Linked DNA regions of Hermetia illucens: region 2 is linked to region 1. Evidence: chromatin contacts called from public Hi-C data. All regions are on one chromosome and are shown on one strand. The core of a region is the stretch at or near the end of the contact, and the rest is flanking DNA. Distances in the headings are between cores, read along the strand shown.

Region 1 (2,700 bases), core at 117-2,616:
CTTTTGCAGGTTATAGTGTAGCTATTAATCATAATATCCCAAGAGAGCCTATAACCGTTAGGAATTTTAGTATATTCCCTATTACCACACCTTTCAACTTTGCATCTGGTATTAAGTGTTCTCCCACAACGTATATTGAGGTTTCATCACACTTCGCACAGGACCTGCAAGCATTGTCGGTGGATACCCCTAGCTTCCGTAGGTGATATTTTAGCCGACAGTGACCAGTGAGAACGCCTACTATGATTCGCAGGTTCTTTTTGGTGAGTTTTAAGCAATTCTTTGTCCGCTTGGGTTTGTATCCCCAAATAAGCACCCTGGACTGCTCCATTCCTTATATGCCCGCCCAGTATAGTTCCCTTCCTCTTCATTTTTAATGTAATAGCCATGAACTCGTTTCTGATTTCACAGAAGGATTCTGGCCCGTGTAAAGGCGTCCCTGCTCCGTTCTTAGCTAGTTCTTCTGCTGCCTCATTGTCTTTGAAACCCAACATGGCCTACCTTTCCACATAACCCCATAAGACCACCCCAATATTCGTTTGCTTCCGTTACCGAAAATCGTACTGCCTGGACACTCTATTGGGTTTTGTTGAGTGATCTGAAGAAAATCCGCTGGCTCCTTGCGTACAGGACCTGAGATTTCTTCTTCTCCTCTATTAACGGATTTACCTTTTATACCTAGATGCCTGCTGTGATGTCAGCTTCCTCAGTGTGAGTAATCCGCAAAGTTACAAAGTTCCTGAATTATGAGACGCAGTCGTAGTTCACAGTCATTCAGATTGAAGCTATCCATCCCTCCTCCTTTCATAACCAGACTTAAGAGTTATATTATTTTTTTAGATTCCTATTCTTTTCACAGGATACAAAAGTTTTTTCCTTCTAGAATGCGATTCGACTTAAACGAGCATGCGTTTGATTAGCAAAAATGTCTGCTCTTCACAAATGGCAGATATCCGATAATGGCAGTTTCCTTAAAGTGGACTGAAGTACTAAAATCTACAAAAGAATTATATTCCTGCATTTTATTGTAAGTGTATTAATTACATTTCTGATTTTTTTATTTTGGAGAATGCGTCACTAGTCCCATAGAAAAATTAATTTGAAAGATTTCTTAAAATCACTCGAAAATGAAAAGGCATATTTGACAAACACATCACAATCTATTTTTACCTGTAACGAATGTTAAGACCCTAAATATGTATTCAAATTATATTCAAATGCCATCAACATTCAGAAACTTACATATTTAATAAACTTCCGCTGGCTTCACAATTTAACGGCTATTTGCCAAGCCTTCGGAAAGCTCGTGGGTACATTGACAGTTTAATGTATATAATAGCAAGAAATATTGGTCTGTCAATAAGAAAATTTGACATTAGGCAAGTGAATCATTTTTGTGATTAGACTGATCGGAAGGGTGTAGCGGTTCGCCGGAATTTATCTAAAAATGGCCAAAAATACGTCAAGCTCAGCATTTCGAAAGATCGATGTGGATCAGTACAACGAGGACAACTTCCGAGAGGACGAACTAGATTCGAGTGGCAACGTTGGGCCTGATGAAAGTGAAATCACTTCACTACTTAACCAATATCCTTTTCAACGAAAGTGTATTTGCTTTTACTAGATTTAGTTCTTTTGTTGGTGTGGATTACATTATACAATGTAGGTACATTTCCCTTAACCAACTTATCTCTACGGGAAAGCATTCAGAAGCTCTCCTGGCTGTGCTCCAAAATGCTCCCCTGGGCTGCAAGAATCAACAGATAAAAGTAAGAATATCCTCATGATATCTGGTCTCTTGCCAATTAGTTCATGCCTGGGTTTCATTTTCATTCCAGGATAACGCTTTGAATATCACACTTCGAGTTCTGCTCTCTATCAAATCTTCGCAAATGGAGCCTATCGTGGACGCTCTGGAGGAACGGGATCTGCTCGACGTGCTCATGAAATACATCTACCGAGGGTTCGAAATACCCTCGGAAGGATCCAGTGGTCACCTGCTCCAGTGGCACGAGAAAGCGTTCGCAAAGGGAGGAGTAGGGTGTATAGTGCGCGTTTTATCCGATACCAATAGGGCCTAGGTTTTAAGAGGGAAATATCAGCCAAAAAAACAAATCGAAACTTCGAACATTTCCAGTTTTTGCAAGTGCATGTCGTTCTCACCCGATTTTATATCCAGTCAAAAGTGTCGTTTTGTTTGTTTTCAGGGCGGAAGGGGTGCGAATTAGCATTTGAAAAATGATTCTGTAGAAACGGTAGTGATTCGCGTCCTTTGCCTATTATTATTTCGAACATTATATTTTTGAATAAAAAACTATTTAAATTAGAAAGTACGGATTTGCTGTGATTTGATTTGGAAATGATTTATCTCATAACAACAGGTATTGTTGCTGGGGAGGATCGTTTTAAGGAGTGAATAAAAGGCTCATAATGGAGTACAGCGGGGAATAAATTCCTCGGTGCTGTTATAAACACAAGTAACTGTGAAAGTAAATTGACGACTCTTATTACGAAAACGTGTATGGAGATACCACTAAGGGAGTTTTTTTTTATTTTTTTATTTGTTGGAGTTGTAGAACTAAAACAGATGCACTCCTAAAACCATGACGGTTCCAGCCGGCTCAGATCTTGAGGGCCAGCACCCAGCATTCACGAAGAATAGCTCTCCCATCAGGCAACTAAAAACCTCCTTAAGATCCT
Region 2 (2,700 bases), core at 197-2,696, 170 kb before region 1:
GATTTCCCCCAAACTTTTCAGTATGATGCTTCCTAAAAGTCTGTCTTAATGCATTTTTCATTACAATTTATCAAGGATAAACACAACGTGCACCAAGTCATTGGAAACATGGTGAGAGCCATCAGAGTGCTTTATAATAGGTATAGACAGGATGTAAAAAGAAGACCCAAGGAAAAGTCTAAATCCGCTGCTCCTTCTCATTGAAAACTCTCCGTAACTCATTCTAATGTCCCATAGCCCAAGTGATCGCATCCTATACAGTGGAAGAGTACGTCCGTATTCCTGCTTATTTTACATGGCGGTCCGGGCTGCTTTCAGCACCTTTTACAAAGAAATGCTCGAATATACCAGTGAAGCAAACAATATACCAATTAGAAGCAGCAGCGGCATGAATGAAAATTACTTCATCTTTAGAAGGAAATTCTACAAAACCACATCTGGGTCTTCGATGGGGAGTCCACTGTCACCATTTGTTACGGAGATATCCATGACGTACATCGAATCAAGCATCGAAGAAAAAGGAATAATGCCAAGAATATGGCCGCGATATATCGGCGAAGTGTTCGCCGTAGTAGAAAAGGATAAAGTTATAACGGAAGACAACAAGATACATCCAAAAATCTAGTTCTCCATAACAATAGAAACAAATGGGTCTTGCGAATCATAAACACAAAGACAAATTCGAATCTGAAGTAAATATAGGGAACACATGACTATATTCAGTGAAAAAAATTTACACCTAACTTTTGCGTGTATAAGGAACCCCCCTTAAACTCAACGTAGAATGATGTTACTCTCTGGATGTTGTTTCACAAGCAAAACCTTAAAAATGGCCTTTAATTATAAGAAACTTCTATAAAAGCATAAAAACTCTTGATAGACGCGGTAAGTAGTTTCCGAAATAAGGACTCATATAAGCTAAATAAAACCCCGTTTGTAAAAAAAGAGAAGCGGATTTATGTAATTATTGTGATGAAGAGACTTGAATTGAAGAGTGGTTATTCAACATGTCGTGTCTACTCCTGTTTCTGATCAATATTCCAGTTGCAGTAGAATTTCTAACCAAAAATTTCAATTTTTTTGTCGAAACGCCGGTTTGTAGTGCCAGATTAGGACAGCATTCAAATGAAATATTTTCATGCATTCCGTTATTTCGAACGTAATGTTTGTATAGTTTGAATAATAATAGTCTGGTGTCATATCATGTTTTTCATCGTATTTCACATAAACGAAAAAAATTGTTGCATGCCTACGCATGCATATATCAAATCGCCGATTAAATACATACAATCAATTTAAATAGTAAAATTAGAATTTCGAAAAGTCTAATTTTTCCTTTAAAGGATTTAAGGCACTCTAGTCAACGTGTTGGCGTGTAGATGGCGCTTTCTTGACATATCCCCATTTGCTATTTTGTCATTGGTTGCTTGCCGGAGGGTAGACAGTTGTATTGATAACAGGCATCAGCGGAACGCGTGGGGAGTGTTGCATGTGACGGCGTCAAATTTGATTTGTGTAAAACGTCCCGATTTTAAATTGGTGTAAATTTCAGTAATTTCAAAGTGCTGTAAAGTTGAATTGTCGGTGCAAGTGCAGTCCGCAGCCGTGTGAATTGTGTTCTGAAGTGCCATTGAAAAGCGTCTTAACCTCAAAATGCGACAACGCTCGAAATCTATTTCTGTGCCCGCTGGTGAGGAAAAAGATGTTTAAATCCTTTTCATGTCGTTTCAATGGTGTTTTTTTTTCAGCGTCATACGAGCAGAGTGAGAGCGAAAGTGGTAAGTGATTCTTATATTAACTGGGAGGGTGGTTAATGTGTTGACAAAGTGGGTGAGACACTCGCGCCAAAACGTGGAGGGATTCCATTTCCCAATATCTCGCTGTATCTTTGGAGGTTATTAGTCCCAAACTGATAATATTGAGTTGTTTGAAATGCTCCACAGTGAAGATATTTTGTCATACGAAAGAACTAAAGTTGTGTTCAGCGAATTGCGTTCTTTTAAAAGATCGGCCAAGGATAAGGCGTAGAAGTAGAATTTATCTCCTCTTTATTAAAAAATATCTTAACTGAATTTGAAGACTAATTTATGGATGTTTATAAATTCTTAAGTCCTATCATAATCATCAACGGCGTGGCAGCCAGTGTCCGGTCTATGCCTGCCTTAATAAGGAACTCTGGACATCCCGGTTTTTCGTTGAGGTCCACCAATTCGATATCCCTAAAAGTTGCCTGGCCTACGCCATCGCTCCATCTCAGGCAGGGTCTGCCTTGTCTTTGGGGCTGGATCATCCTCGTCCGTACGAATTAAGTGACCAACTCACCTCAACCTATTGGGCCGGATTTTATCCACAACCAGACGGCCATGATATCGCTCATAGATTTCGGGGTTATGAGCCAAAGATTTTTCGGAGACTTCTCTCCAGCGCGGCCAAGAGTTCGCAATTTTTCATGGGAAGAATCCAAGTCTCCGAACAACGCATGAGGACTGCCGAGATCATTATCTTGTACAACAAAAAGAGCTTTGACCCTATGGTGAGTCGTTTCGAGCGAAACGACCGGGATCTCCTTGATGATGCATATGGGCTTGACGCACAGTCGAAAGACTTCTCTAGATCAAGGAATGCGATGTAGAAAAAGTGGTGCTTTTCGTCCTCTTTTCCAATGGATATTGCGACAGAAACTCGACTTGGTCGTGCTTT

The links. A called contact is a pair of places that touch in the nucleus more often than the background predicts.
Region 2: a contact with region 1 is called in a Hi-C map of whole body, with 7 times the contacts expected there. The contact joins the promoter of LOC119646865 here to the promoter of LOC119656067 in region 1. A contact is called at or near these places in 2 of 2 Hi-C or Micro-C datasets (an unstated tissue and whole body).

The regions. Positions count from the first base shown.
Region 1 is chr1:143,301,054-143,303,753 of iHerIll2.2.curated.20191125, reverse strand. It overlaps LOC119656067 (actin-related protein 2/3 complex subunit 5), which reads left to right and starts at 1,366. Exons shown (of 3, transcript XM_038062348.1): 1 at 1,366-1,587; 2 at 1,697-1,769; 3 at 1,839-2,330. The coding sequence starts at 1,448. The coding sequence ends at 2,081.
Region 2 is chr1:143,471,804-143,474,503 of iHerIll2.2.curated.20191125, reverse strand. It overlaps LOC119646865 (nucleolar transcription factor 1-like), which reads left to right and starts at 1,446. Exons shown (of 11, transcript XM_038047490.1): 1 at 1,446-1,690; 2 at 1,749-1,778. The coding sequence starts at 1,654.